Linked DNA regions of Canis lupus: region 2 is linked to region 1. The links are chromatin contacts, called in public Hi-C maps. All regions are on one chromosome and are shown on one strand. The core of a region is the stretch at or near the end of the contact, and the rest is flanking DNA. Distances in the headings are between cores, read along the strand shown.

The links. Hi-C and Micro-C count contacts between places; a contact is called where the count stands out from the background.
Region 2: a Hi-C map of blood shows a contact between it and region 1, with 1.8 times the contacts expected there. The contact joins the enhancer-like site here to the promoter of AZIN1 in region 1. A contact is called at or near these places in 3 of 9 Hi-C or Micro-C datasets (amygdala and blood).

Annotation. Positions count from the first base shown.
Region 1 is chr13:4,523,240-4,531,189 of UU_Cfam_GSD_1.0, reverse strand. AZIN1 (antizyme inhibitor 1) reads left to right here and starts at 3,466. Exons shown (of 12, transcript NM_001291425.1): 1 at 3,466-3,804; 2 at 7,944-7,950.
Region 2 is chr13:4,596,602-4,604,551 of UU_Cfam_GSD_1.0, reverse strand. No RefSeq gene overlaps it. Among named protein-coding and RNA genes, the nearest start is that of ATP6V1C1, 44 kb to the left of the region's middle. Within about 2 kb of position 3,156, at least 3 of the 20 cell types and tissues checked have an H3K27ac peak or open chromatin away from gene starts, as enhancers often do. A contact at or near this core is called in blood, where this site is marked.

The sequences.
Region 1 (7,950 bases), core at 2,217-4,716:
AGGCTGTTTTTAGGTGTACCTATTGTTTTTGAGTGACTTGTTTTTATCATCAATCTAATTCATTCCAACTTTTATAACTATTGGCACAAAAGCAAGTAAGTTTGAATCAATGGACCAGGATGACCTAAGTGTGAATGGTACTGTATCACTTTATCTTAGAGCTTTCTGTTTAATAATAATAGTTTCCCTGGCACTACCTGTGTTTTTATATATGAGTAACCTAACTTGGCAAAAAAACCAAAACCTCAAACCCCAAACACAATTAAATATGCTGTTCTCATTAGGGAAGCTATCGTTCTGTTAAAGTTATATACTATGTTGGCTAGTCCACTGCAGTACAATTTTTAAGGTTCTATTGTTTTCCTCAACTACAATAAATACAATAGTGCTAGCTGCATTATTCTTTAATTTTGAATACACAAACACTAATCATGAGGGCGTGTCGTTTGAATAATAGATTGTTGAATTGCTTCATAGTATAAATGATGTTGAATTAGGCTCAGGTCCAGTACCTTCCACTTGATTTTTTTTTTTTTATTTTTATTTATGATAGTCACAGAGAGAGAGAGAGAGAGAGGCAGAGACACAGGCAGAGGGAGAAGCAGGCTCCATGCACCAGGAGCCCGACATGGGATTCGATCCCGGGTCTCCAGGATCACGCTCTGGGCCAAAGGCAGGCGCTAAACCGCTGCGCCACCCAGGGATCCCAGTACCTTCCACTTGAAAGAGTGGTCAACATCCAATGACTTCACCTCAGCTACTCCTCACTCAAATTTAACTTCTGTGCCTCCCACTCCACTGAAATTACTCAGTTAAAAGTCACAGATAACTTCTTTTCAGGCCCTTATCATTCTTGATGGATCATTACAATAGCTTTCCAAGTGTTCTCTCTGCTTGTAGCCCTCCTTCTTCCTATCTTCACAGTCGTCTTTTTCTGAAATTCAAACCACTCCCATGATTGAAACTTTTTAGGGATAAAAATCCAAACTTAACAGGAGATCAGAGTTTACCCATGATTTGTCACTTGCCAGAATCAGAACCCTCTTCCCATCCTGTTTGAGTGATAAGACATCTTAATCACTTTTTCTATCTTGGAACACCATCCTTCTTACATGGCTTGACATTGTACTATGGTGATTCTCCTTCCACTTCTCTGGCTGGTCCTCTTGGTTTTCTCTGCCAGCCTCTCTTCTCTCTGGCATTTCTCAGGTTCCTGTACTTACATCCCTTTTCCTGTAGACCTCAACATTTTCTTAATCATCATGTCTATAAGAAAGGCTCCCAAATTCATAGCCCAAAGGGCTCCAGATCTCCCTATTTCCAGGGGCCTTTGGACCATCTTTACATGGATATTACAATAACAACTTCAACTATGCTCAAAGCAGTCTCATATTCTTTCCTCCAAACTGGGTTCTTCTATTTCTACCTATGTTCATAATTCCAGAATCCTCCCTGTTAATTAGCTTAATATACCCAAATCATTTGACACCTTCTTATCTCTCTTGACATTCAAAGATTACCTTCTAGCTTTCTATGCCTTTTCTCTCCCATCCATTCGGATCCCCTTAGCATTCTTAACTTTTTAAAGAGTCCCCACACTGTGTCTTCCAAACTTTCTACCTATTTTTAATCCCACTGATACCAGAATAATCTTTTGAAAACATCTGAGTATATCGTGTTCCTGCTTAAATGGTTCCAGAATAAAGTCCAAGCTCTGATCATTTCTCGATCTCACTGTAACCTACCTTTTCTATCTCATTAGCAACCAGGCCCCTACACTGGAGCCAGAAAGCCCACTCACAATTCTCTAAACTGGCTCATTTCTGTGCCTTCTCTCACTTGTTTCCTTACCTAGAATATCTGCTCTCAAAATCACTTTTTCCCAATGTTTGGAACATCTGCTCTCAAAATTTATCACTACCTTTCCGTAGCAGCCTTTCTCTCAGCTGCAATGATTTCCTCTCTCCACTAGGTTCCACATTGCATATCACTTCTCTGTAAAAAAATTTATTTTGTGTAGTTGTCTTATTTCTCCTGCTAGATTGTAAGCAAGATTTCAAGTAGTGTATTCATCTCTAGCCACCTCCTTCCACCAGGGGGTTTAGTAAAGTGCTGTGTTTCTAAATGTTCTGAATCAAAAAGAATTTTTAAGGAATGAAAGAAAAGTCAAGATATAGCAGAGTGAAATATAGAAAAACAAAATTAGGGAGCATCCACAGCTCCCAATTTTTACCTAATACTTTCCTCCAAAAGCCTACATTTCAGCTTTTCTATCTTTCCATCTAGGAAGGCTATTACTCTTCTTTTCTAATTTATGATTTATTAATCAGACACAGTGCTGCTCACAAAGTAAATTGAAGGTGGGGAAAAACGAACGAAGAAAAAGGTCAGGGTCTTAATCTCATAGATTTTAACTTGGGAGGGATGTATAAATATACATTTCATTTATGTCATTGACTCTTGATTCACAAGGAGTTAGCATGAGAGGACTCAAAAGTTTCTGATCACTAATATGAAGACATTTTTAAAAGATGAGAATAAATTAAAAGCTATGTAGGTCATATTAGGTTCCCCAGTTTAAAAAGTTTGTTATGAAGTGGAGGATTAAAGTATCGTGCGTTTGTAACATCAGTAATCCTCTCACCAACACTGACCCTTCATTAACAAGGGCTGGGTGTAATTGCACCAACCCTTTAAATAATGACATAGAGGCCACACTCCTTTAAAAAAAAAAAAATCCTACTGCACCATGTTGTAACATACGCGCACTGGGGACATTTTCACGCGGTCAGGAGGCTCTCGGTAACCTCACCAGCGCTGGGCCCATCCATCCCGGCCATTTAGGAACTGGCTTCCACGGAGGAGTGCGCTAACTCACCCTGGGAGGGCAGTCCCCGGGCACAGCCGGTGGAACCCTCCCAAAGCGTCGCGCTCTCGAGGGGCGGAGCTCCGGCGAAGGCCCTGCAGGCCTCCCTTAGAGCCTCCCCAGGCGGTGCACGCGAGCCGCTGCCCCCGGCTCAGCACGACTCTGGAAGTCGTGGCCGCCGGGGCGCCGAGCCCAACTCCCACCGCGCCGGGGCCAGCCGCAGGCGGGAGCGTGGGCGCCCGGGGCTTGCAGGCGCGGGCGACGCTGCGCCCCGGCCCCGGCCCCGGCGCGTCCCTTTCCCCTCGCCCGCCCCCGTCCGAGCGCACGGGGCTCCGCCGGGTGAGGAGCGACGGCCCTCGGGAGGGCGGGAAGCCACAGGCGTTGGGCACCTGCACGCAGGGTAGCCCGCACCGCCCCCTTTCGCCCCCCACCCCGCTGCCCGCGCCTCACGCCTTTCTCTTCCGCTCCCTCCCCTCGACCCGGGCCGCAGCCCTGCTCCGCCCCGCTCGCGCGGCAGCCCGGCCGGCTGTGACGTCATCAGGCCCCGCCCCCTTACCATAAATACTGGCGTCTCCGGCGCCGCCTTCCCACACTCTCTGGCTTTTCGCTCGGCTGCGGTGTTTCCTTTTTTTCCCACCTCTGCCTCTTTTCATCCTTTCTCGGTCTTCGGCTCTGCAGCGTGACGAGGCCGAATCCTCTCCCCACCCAGCCCTCGCCATTCTTCTTCTACCCGCGTTGTTGTTCTATTTCTCCCTTCGGCCGCCGCCGCCACTGCTGCACAGCTGGTGTCGGTGCCGCGCTTTTCCCCCCACGTCGTCCCCGCAGCCTATGGCCCAGGCCGCCTTGGGTATTTCTGCTCAAGGTAACCACATCCCTCTTTAAAAATTCCGCCGAAAAAGAGAAGACGCTTTACCCGACTCTTTGGGCCGTTATCTCACGTGAGTACCGACCCGAGGGGCGCGGGGGCGCGGGGCCAGCCTCGGGGAGCTGCCGGGTGCCTGCCGGCTGGGCCCCTCCGCCCGACCGGCGGCCCGCAGTGCCCCGCGGCCGGCTGCCGCGAACATGGCGGACGGCGGTGTGTGTGGCGGCGGTCGGTGCCGGCGCGGCGGGCTGGGGTGGCGGGCGCGCTTCGGGGCCCTCCGGCGGCCGCCGGGCGCTCGGCGGAGCGGGAGCCGCCGCCGCCGCCGCCGCCGCCGCCGCCGCCGCCGCGGTGAAGGTGAGGGGGCGTGTGCGTGTGGGGGCGCTCGTGGGGGTCTCCGCCGGGGGTCGGCGCAGTCTCCCGGCGGCGTGCGGCCCCCACCCCTCTCCCGTGGTGCATTGCTGTTTCCGGGGAGGGGGGCCGGGCCGCAGCCTTGAGGGGCCTTGCTCCCGCAGCCCCCGCCCGGAGCCCCGTCGCCTCCGGTAACCCCGCGGGCGGCGCGAAGGGTTGCAACGGCTGGGGCCCTATGAATGGAGCGGGGCGGGCCCGGCGGCGGCCTCCTGTGACAGCTGCCGAAGGAGGACTGGTTCTTGGGGTGCGGGGAGTGCGGCCCCCCTCTGGTGGAGGAAAGTTGACGCCACTCGAGGCCCGGAGGCAGGGAAGCCCCGGTGTCAGGTAGCGAGGGAGAGGCCTTTGGCCCCTTCTGGAAGCCTCGGGGCTGCTACTCCGCCCCCTGCGGCGCTCCTGATTGGGCCAAGTCGCCTTCACTCACCCCAGTCACCTCCTGGAGCCTGAGGATTAGTCACCATGGCTTCGTTTTCCCGTCCGCGCCACGATTCCTGGGCAGTGAGAGGGAGAACGGTAGGCTTGGGTGGCTTATCAAGTGCTATTTTGACTGCCAACAGGAATGATGGTGACGTGTTTTAACTCTTGCCCAAAATATTTGAGCGTGTATGTGTCTTGGGCTAAACTGCTGGGTCAGAAACCTGAAGTCGGGGACACAGTTTATAGCCCTATGATGTTCAGATTTAACTGGATTTTGTGGTGGCATCTTGGGTCTTTTAAGATGTTTTCTATCCCGTAGTTTTTCGACCTTTAGCCCCCAGCTTGGGTGGGAACCTGACGACTCTTAAAAGGAGAGAAGTGCTGTGTGGGGGGAAGAATCGATGGGACGAACCTGGCAGAAATATGGCTAATGATTGTCAGGCAAGGCCCTGATCTTTATTATTATTTTTTTACAAATGTGAGAATGCAGATCATGGTCATGAAGACAAAGAAGCCCTGAGGAGTTTACATTTAGTAGGAAAGATTGGCTCCTAATTAAATGAGTTACAGTAGGTGCAGTGATCACGTAATCGGTGCCTCCTCTCTTGTCAGATTTATTTAACTTACACATTTTCAAACATAGAAGGCAAAAGAATTGTACCCTCTCCTAGATTCATTTAGCAACATTTTGCTTTATTTGCCATCCTGCTATCCATCAATCCATCTCATTTTTCCGTGTATTTCATTCAAAGTTGGAGACACCAGAACACTTTACCAATCTTCAGTTCATAAGTATGTGCTGTAGTTTAATACTGTTTATTCTTAAAAAGAAAAACCTTTGGATACAATGCGCAGATCTTTAATCTATCATTTTGTAGGTTCTAACAAAAAATAAGAGTAGTGTAATCCAAATCTATCAAGATGTAGAGCATTGCCAGAAACTTCTCTTTTACCCCTTCAAATGCTATCCCCCCCGCCCTACTCTTCCCGAGGCAGCCAGGATTCTGATTTTTTTTTTTAAACCATAGATCTGTCTATTCTAAAACTTGCATGTAAATGGAATTATATTGTTAGCATTATTTTATGTAAAAGGCTTTAATTCAGCACATTTTTTGATACTTAACCCTGATACGTAGATCAGTAGGTTGTTACTTTTATTCCTCAGTGGTAGTCCATTATGTGAATACTTTGCCTAATTTTATAAAATAAATTATTCTGAAATTTTGGATTTACAGAAAAGTTGCAAAGGTAGTACGGAGGTGCATACTTCTCATTCAGTTCTTATTATTAGCATTTTACTGTGGTACATTTGTCAAAACTAAGAAACTGACTTTGATGCATTACTGTGAACTAAACTGCAGACTTTACTTGAATTTCATCAGTTTTTAATGTCCTTTTTCTGTTCCAGGATAATCCAAGGTACCACATTACATTTAGTTGTCATGCTTTCCCCAATTCTTTCTGACAGTTTCTTAACCTTGTTTGTCATGTCCTTGACAGCCTAGAGAAGTAGTATTGGCCTGATATCCAGTAGAAGGTCCTTCAATTTGGCTGTCTGATTTTTTTTTTCTCATAATTAGACTTTAGTTTGGGGTTTGGGGAAAGAATGCCACGTAGCAACTTCTTAAAAAGTCATTGGTAAAGACAATATTTGTTATTCAGGGAAATGCTGATAATTTGAGGATACTAGGCTAAAATAATGTTTTTTTGTGTGTGTGTGGTAGAGACCTACTGCTTTCAGTCAAGACTAGTTCTTCCCATGCTTATTCACATAGATGTAACGAGACAGTCTCTTCAGTTAAAGAACTTGATTGCAACTGATTACACATACCATTCTAAATAAGAATAATTATCTTTTCCTATACCTCTTTTTCTACACATTTTCATTTAACTTCCTTACGGTTTATTTTGACTGTACAAATATCCTGTATGTAACTGGCCCTCTTAGCCTATGTGCCTTTCATATTTTACTAAAATGTGCCTTTCATATTTTAGGGCCTTCATTTCCTATTAGTATCTTTTTGTTAGATGGAAATGTTTTAGAGATCATGCTGAAGAACATTTTTGAATGTCCGAAGTTTAATATCTTTAACATTTTACGCCACTGCTCTTGGGTTACATTAAGCAAAATAGCTGTGTGGATACCTGGTAGGGGTGAGATGAGTCTTTTCACCCAGAGTAATTATCCTAAGACAGGATAATTGAGAATAAACTCTGTCTTCAGCATGAGTCAGCTTTTAATTTATTTTAAAAATTATCTTGGTGTGGGAAGAATCAAAATCTTTGTTTTGGAGTATATTATTTGAAATTTAATAGTAAGATTATAATCACAGTTATATGTCTGTATGGGTTCTTGACTCATCCAAGAGTGTGAGCATATTCTCCTAGTAGGTTGAAGAACCACAAGGATGCGTCTATCCTGGTGGTGAGAGATGCTTTATTTTTTTAAAATTTTTATTTTTTTGAGATGCTTTACATATGTCTGGGGTACATTTGAAATTTTTCTGATTCTTAACTCTATACTTTCTAGTTTAATCCTTTTTCTGGCTTCCTTATCACCTTTTCTAGGAAGTCCTGTCAGGTTATATTAGTTTAAAGTGCAACCACCTAATTATGATTAGAAGTATAGATGTAGCAGTTTTGTTTGAAGGTGAGAAATCCATCCAAGCAAACCATAATCAGTAATAACCATGGCTCAAATTTAGCGTTTTGTAACATGCTAAGCATTCATAGTTCACATTCATAGTTCACTTCACATTCATAGTTCTAGTGATTGTAGACGAAAGTCTAGATAGGTTAAGGTATGTGGAGGAGAGATACAACCCTTAAATACTTGCCTGCTGTGTAAGGCAATTATCAAGCATTATTTCACATAAGTGGCATATCAGCTAAGATCTTTTTGGTATGTAGTAAGATTCTACATTTTAAGTAAAGAGGACTTGAAATTTGGAGAGTAAAAGAAATGTTCTGGGTAGTTCCAGATTACAGATCATGCCAGAACATTATACATCAGGTTGATGAGGGTACTTGGAAGTTTTTCAGTTTTAGGGCACTGAGAAATTTGGGTTTTAGAAGATGAATAAAAGTGAAAATGAAATTAGATGAAGGCTGGAAACTGTTAGGTAGATAAAGTGACTTGGAAAGATGATCATGACATCAAGCTCTGAATTTTGTACTTATAGCAGCTTGGAAATTTTTACTACAGAAAAAAAGTACTTGGTATTATGGTAAACCTTTTGAAAACATCGTTTGTATAATGTGACTGATGAAACACTCTTTTAAAACTAAAACTTATTCCCACAGTTAATCTTTAAGTCAATTTAATCTGCTCGAAGAACAAGCTAATTTTCTTAATTTAGGACTATTTACTACTATTTTCATTCCTTTCTTTAGGGCGAAC
Region 2 (7,950 bases), core at 1,907-4,406, 74 kb before region 1:
TCCCATATCATCTCTCCTTCTTTCTTATTTTTTCCCGTTTTCCTTACCCTTCGGTATTTGGCATCAGAGTCAAACATTTATTACCAAAGACTGCATTGCCCAGCTCCCTTAACTTTTGTGCCACCAGCAGGTGGGGTAGCAGAGGCAATAGGAGAGAGCTCAGGAGGTGAGCGCGGGGTGGAAAAGTCCACTGCTGCTTCAGTCCCTCTCAGCCTAACCTCTGAGCCAACAAGGAAATTTGGCTCACTTCCTCCCACACAAGCTAACCCATGTCTCTGCCACACTGGAATGCAGTGGTTCAAAGCATGAACCCTAGAGTCTGACCACCTGATGCAAACCTTGCTTTATCACCTGCCAGAAGCGTGACCTCAGTGGGATTGCCAGATTTAGCAAAAACAAACAAATGCAAAACAGGAGACTCATTTAAATTGGTCAGATAAACTATGAATACTCTCTAGCATAAGTACCTCCCATGCAATGTTTATACTAACCTATTATTTGTTATTTATCACATTTAACTAGCTGTTCTGTGTTTTATCTGGCAACCCTAGACCTCAGGGAAGTTTCTTCACTTCTCTGTGTCCAAATTTCCTTATCCAAACTTGAGAATAATGAGGCTGTCTACCAGAAAGAGTTGTTATCTTGAGGATTAAATGACATATATAAAACCTGCCTAAGGCACACAACTAATAAATGTTATGCGGATATTCAACATGGTATAGTGGAATGCATGGACTTGGGAGTAACGTCACGTAAGACCAGATTCAATGTGACCTTGGGCAAGTTAAGCTTCTAGGTGTCTCAGTCCCATCATCTACAGAATGGGGATAGAGTTCTTACCTAATGTTGTTGAGAGGAGTAAATAAAACTATACCTGGAAATCATTTAGCACAATGCCTGGCTCATAGTGAATATAACCAATATACAGTCATAAGAATACCATCCTCACTCCCTTCATAAGCCATCTTTTTTTTTTTTTTTTTTCATGTAAGCTTTACTCCTGACATGGGGCTTCAACTCATGATCCCAAGATCAAGAGTCACATGGTCTACCGACTGAGCCAGTGAGTCGCCCCTCTGGGAGTTACCTGTGCTATGAGGCTTTTCCATCCTATTCCAATAAGCACTGATTTCACTTCCCCTGAATTTCTGCAGTCCTTGCTGATTTTACCAGCAACGGAACCCTTGACTCTATCCTGCCATGCACTGTTTGCTAACTGTTCCATTTAAGGATGCCTTATCTCATGGGTCAGATCCTGGACGGCTCTTCATTTAATTTTTGCCTTTGGTGCTGGACACCATTTTCAGTACCTATTTTTTGATTGATTTTTTAGTGCCATCATCATGGATGTGAGGACCAAAAGAGAGTCAAACTTGCATATCCAATGATCTACTTTCTCAGGTGGGCAGTGCAGACTCTCTTCTGCACGTGGAACCCCTGGAGAAACAATACAAAGTGTCAGGGCTACCACTGTCATGAGCTTGATCAAGCAAACCCTTACGTTGCTTGGTTTCTCCAAGTCTCTGGCAGTGGTAGGCTCCTCTCAAATCCTGCTGGTTAGGCCTAAGACATGAAGATGTTCAGCATATGGGTACTGAACAGATCAATGATAACACATTGGAAACCGCCTCAGTACCTTAAGAAGGGACAAAACCAGGAGGTTTCAGTACATCAGAATAGGGTAATGATAGTAAAACCTCTATACCAGTGATTCTCAACTTGGACTTAATATTATAATCACCAGGAGAGCCTTAAAAATGACCAAGATTCTGACTTAGTTGGTCTGGGTGGGGGAGCCTAGCTATCTGGAGTTTTAAAAGTTCCCCAGGTGACCTAAATGGGCAGCCATGGCTGAGAAACTCTGCTTATACTGCTTCAAATGAAAACCAACAACCTGCCTAGTATGTGATTTTTGCTTAGTATGGAATATGAAGTTGGCAACAGGTTGAGACCTAAATACTTTTTTTTTCTTCTGGACAGTAGATAAAACAACTCTAAAATGACTTGATGTTCTTCCAAATTACTGTGTAATTAACTATCACTGAACAAACTTCTGGAAAGGCTTTGCCAATGACATATTCCTATATCCTGTTCAGCGACAAATGGAGAGCCAATTTTCCAGTGTGGGGTAAACTCTGGTTTGTGGGAACTGATTACTAAAATCACCTGGTAGCCCATGAAGGCAAGAGCCCGGATCACAAAACTAGACTGTTAGAGCTGGATGGGACGTAGGAGCAGAGCTTTCTGCACTTGAATATGCACACAAATCACCTGGGGTCCTGTCAATGCCCACCTGCTGACTCAGTGGATCTGGGGGGAGGCCTGGGAGTTTGAATTTCCAATAAGCTCCCAGCTGGTTCCAGGACCACATTTTGATAGGAAGGCCTTGGAGTAAATTTGCCTTATGGAGCTTTTAAAAATTTCTGGTGCCTAAGCCCCAACCCAGACCTAGTGAATCAGAATCTCTAAGCATCAGCATTTTTTCAAAGTCCCCCAACTGATTCTAATGTGTAGCCAAAACTAAGCACCACCCACCTGGCAGCTGAGGAAATTGAGGCCCATAGAGGTGAAGAGGTAAAAGAGCCAGCTGAGGATCCCTATACTTTGAATCCAGCACCCAGCACAAAAATCTTCTTCCTCTTCCTCTTCCATTGAGACAGAAAGTAGATTAGCAGTTGCCAGGGCCGGAGAGAGAGGAAGGAAATGGGGAGTGACTGCTAAAGGACACAGGGTTTCTTTTGGGGGTGATGAGAATGTTCTAAAATTAGATGGTGGTGATAGTTACAGAACTCTGTAAATGTACTAAATGCCACTGGGTGGTGCACTCTAAATGGGTGAATTTTATGATACGTGAATCATATCTCCAACTTTTTAAAACTTCCACTTCTATCATTTTCCTTAATCTGATTAAAGAACTTCTAACAGCAGCAGCAGCTGGAGGTGGAGGGGGGGAGGGGCAGAGTGTATATTAAGAGGCTGACACCTGCTTGAATGAGGGCTAATTCAGGGGTGTTTCTAACTGAGCTTGTTCCTTCCATACCCCATTAACTACCACATTTTTAAGGCATCCTGGGGTCTTCATTCAGTATGGGCTTTCAGTTGCAGGGTGAAATTTGGGGTTGAGTCATCAAAGTTTCAGTCTGTCAGGTCACAGGCATCTCAAAAGCAGACCTCCTACACTTAGTGAAAGAAGACTGTTCTATGCAAATGAGGGTTGCCATAAAATAATTTCCTTGGCTTTTCACTTCAGAAGACCAGGAAATAGGAAGTGAAACCTTTTTTCCATAGAACTCATCACCAACATTTTAACATATTTATGGTTCAAGCATATTTATTAATCAGTAGATTAAGTAGATTAAGTAGATTTATAATAAATAGGTGGAGGGTGATAAACACTCAGCAATCTGTTTGTAAAAGTGATTAAAAGGATATATCCACCACTTTAACAATAAAATAAGGGAAAGAGATCCTGAAATTCTACATTCTTACCCTCTTCATAGCAAAGAGTGGAGAAGTTAGGGATAAATATCTTCATGGGATCTGGTAGGGTCTCCTTTTTCAAGTTTACCCAAAAGGGGTTTTAAATGACTCAGGCCAAAATAAGGTTCCAGAATATTCCATGCCCTGAAGGACATTCTATTCTACCAGTTAATTCCTAAAGTTCAGTTCTAGACAGGGAGTTATTCCTCCAGTCACTGGACTCAGACTAATTGTTAATCCACACACAATTTCAAGGCCATTAACCAACAGAGGATTTCTTTATACACACTCTTCAAAACTTTTCTCTTAGGAATAGGAGGGTGAAAGGAGAAAGCTGTAATTATTCTTTCATTGCTTCAGTGAAAATGGAAAGTCTTAACTGATGTGAAGGCAGGAATTCAAAACCATTTATTTTTTGGGAAAGGATCAAAATCCCTTTCAGTTTACAGGATGAATTTCCCATCCACTGAGGCTTTTTTTTTTTTTTAATTTATTTATGATAGTCACAGAGAGAGAGAGAGAGAGAGAGGCAGAGACGCAGGCAGAGGGAGAAGCAGGCTCCATGCACCGGGAGCCCGACGTGGGACTCAATCCCGGGTCTCCAGGATCGCGCCCTGGGCCAAAGGCAGGCACCAAACCGCTGCGCCACCCAGGGATCCCCCACTGAGGCTTCTTAAGAAGTCTGCAATACAGGGGTGCCTGGGTGGCTCAGTGGTTGAGCGTCTGCCTTTGGCTCAGATCTTGATCTCGGGGTCCTAGGACGGAGTCCTACATCAGGCTCCCCGTGGGGAGCCTGCTTCTGTTCCTGCCTCTCTTTCTCTCTGTGTCTCTCATGAATAAATAAATAAAATCTTAAAAAAAAAAAAGTTTACAATATAGGGGCACCTGGGTGGCTCAGTCAGTTAAGTGTCCAACTCTTGATTTCAGCTCAAGTCATAATCTCAGGTTCATGCCCTCAGGGTTGTGAGATAGAGCCTGCTTAAGATTCTCACTCTTCCTCTCCCTTTGTCCCTCCCCTGCCCCTCTCCCTACTCTCTCTCTCTCTCTCTCTCTCTCCCTCTCTAAAAAAAAGTCTGTGAGATAAGCCACATTTGTTCTGTGGCATCTTTTAACCTAGATAAAAGACACATGGAAAGGGTTTTTTTTTGGGGGGGAGGGTGGTGGTTGTTGACTTTCTTTCTGGGAGAAAATAGAATAGGTCCTTGTTACAGGCCAGTAACTTTGGCACTACCAAAGTTTGGTAAAAACTTACTTTTTGGTAAAAGTTCAGAATTTCAGGTAGCTCCCCAGAATGACTACATCAGAACCTGCACTTTAACCAGGCCCTAGGTGATTCATATCACACTAAAGTTTGAGAAATGCTAGTCCAGGTCAACTTTGTTGAACTTGGCTACACATTCTAATTACTTGGGAAACTTTTAAAAGTCCCAGTCTCTAGACCAAGTAATCAGATCAGACCAGGCATCAGTAGCATCAGTATATATATATATTTTAAGTTTCCCAAATGATTCCAAGGTGCAGCCAAAACAGAAACTAATGGTCTAGGTCAGGTGTCAGCAAACTTTTTCTATAAATAATCAGATAGGAAATATTTTAGGCTTCATGCGCCATACTATTTTAATCACAACTTCTCTGCCATTGTAGCAGGAGAGTATCCAAAGACAATATATGAATGAATGAGTACAGCTGTATTCCAATAAAACTGACATTGGACATTGAAACTTGAATTTCACATAATATCATGTGTCATAAAAAAATTGTTTTGGTATTGTTTCAACCACTGAAGCACATAAAAAACATTCTCAGTTTGAAGGTCATACTGAAGAAGCAGGTGACGGAGTGAGATTTTGCCCTCCAGCCCTGGTTTGCCTGTCCCTTAACTAGGTCATTTTCTTAACCAAAGGGAGGAAAAACCCCTGAAGACTTTCACTTTAATTTAGACTGATGCCTAAGACTGAATGTCAACCACCAAATACCAATTAGCATTCCAAAGCAGTGAGCTTGATTAGAATGCTCTGTCTGCAGAGGACACCTGGGATGCTCCTGGGATGCTCCTGGGATGACCCAGGTGAATAAAGGAAATCAATAGGCGTCCTCCCACTCAACTGCCACTACTCAGTTTTAAAGATTTTGGTTCACACAGCTCAGTATCAATCCAGGCTTGTTGTCTGTAGGACATTTTATTAGTTGCTTGGAGGAGCTTCAAAGGAACTAAAGAGAGCCAAATTCCTGTCTTCGAAAATCCTGAAAGGTAATGGGTGAGAAGACAAAAGATACTGTAAGAAGCTGGGCATATATTATGATCATATTATGTTTATTTTTTCTTGCTAGCGTTTTCATTCTAAATAGGGAAACTGTTACGTGAGCATCTGGATCATGGTCCTCTATCAGATTAGCAATGTGCTTTAATTGGATATATTCATGCCTGTTTTCTAAAGAAGTGATTCATAGACTTCCACAGCAGTCAGGGGGAATAAGGGTCATTTAATTTTCTTCCTTGTTTCAGCCTTGGTGCTGTGTTTTGTGTGTGTGCACTTCTGCTTTAGGAATGATTTAAAGCTGAGGTGTATCATTTAGCATTTCCTTTTCCTTTAAGATTTAGATTTGCCATGCATTGTTTCCACTCCCAGCCAGTTCCCATAGATCCACTCAGCAGCAGAGGGGCCTTAGATCGGTCCTACAATTGCCTGGCCTCAGCCGCCTTCTATAGGTTGCCTCAAAAGGCTCTTTCTAACTTGCTTTTAACCCTTTGCTGATGATTTCAAGAAGGAAGTCTCAATTAGCTACTAGTTGCCTTTAAGACTTCTCTAACACTTGCTACTTTTAAAAAATTTCTAATTATTATTTTTCTTAGTAATCTCTACCCCCAAAATGGGGCTAGAACTCACAACTCCAGAGATCGTCTCATGCTCTACTGAGTGACCCAGCCAGGTGCCCCACTTTTTTTTTTTTTTTTTTTTAAGATTTATTTATGGGATGCCTGGGTGGCTCAGGGATTGAGCATCTGCCTTTGGCTCAGGGCATGATCCCTGGCCCAGGATAGAGTCCCGATCCTTCATTGGGCTCCCTGCGAGGAGCCTGCTTCTCCCTCTGCCTCTCTGTGTCTCTCATGAATACATAAATAAAAACTTTTTTTAAAAATTTGCTTCTTTGAGAGAGAGAGAGAGAGAACACAAGCAGGGACCCAGATGCGGGCTCCATCCTAGGACCCTAGGATCATGACCTGAGCCCAAGACAGATGCTTAACCGCTTAACCAACTGAGCCACCCAGGTGTGCCCTCCCACCTACTGCTTCTTTTTTTTTTTTTTTAAACGTAAGATAGTCTTAGGGCTCAGGGCGTATGGTATCCAGCTGGAATTCAATAATAGTATCTTTATAGTACGGTTTATCTTTACAGTTAGCAGCAGTGAACTATCCATTTAGAGCAGTGAAATGCAGTTTTCAAAATGAATTGATGTAATCATGGTACAAATATATTTAAGTTTATAAAAGTAAACTGATTTTTAAAAATGCACCACAAAAAAGGAATAATTATGTGATGAGCTCACACATAAGGTGGTAATCATGTTGCAAATATAAATGTATCAAGTCAATAATTAAACTGATACAGTATTATATTGCAATTATATCTCCATCAAAATAAAAAATATAAACATCACTTAAATATTGTCTATATGTATAGCAGGTACATACATATCACAAATTGTGACATGGAAGGAGAAGAACTGAAATATGGGAAAACAGGCTTTGGGGCAGAAGGAACAGGCTGCTAGTGTAGCCCAAAGTCAAAAAGCTGAAAGATTTGGGGGCACAGGAAACCTTTCATTTTTTTATTTTTTTATTTATATTTTATTTTATTTTCTTATTGGTGTTCAATTTACCAACATACAGAATAACCCCCAGTGCCCGTCACCCAATCACTCCCACACCCCGCCCTCCTCCCCTTCTACCACCCCTAGTTCGTTTCCCAGAGTTAGCAGTCTTTACGTTCTGTCTCCCTTTCTGATATTTCCCACACATTTTTTCTCCCTTCCCTTATATTCCCTTTCACTATTATTTATATTCCCCACATGAATGAGAACATATAATGTTTGTCCTTCTCCGACTGACTTACTTCACTCAGCATAATACCCTCCAGTTCCATCCACGTTGAAGCAAATGGTGGGTATTTGTCATTTCTAATGGCTGAGGAGGAATATTCCATTGTATACATAGACCACATCTTCTTTATCCATTCATCTTTCGATGGACACCGAGGCTCCTTCCACAGTGTGGCTATTGTGGACATTGCTGCTAGAAACATCGGGGTGCAGGTGTCCCGGCGTTTCACTGCATCTGTATCTTTGGGGTAAATCCCCAGCAGTGCAATTGCTGGGTCGTAGGGCAGGTCTATTTTTAACTCTTTGAGGAACCTCCACACAGTTTTCCAGAGTGGCTGCACCAGGTCACATTCCCACCAACAGTGTAAG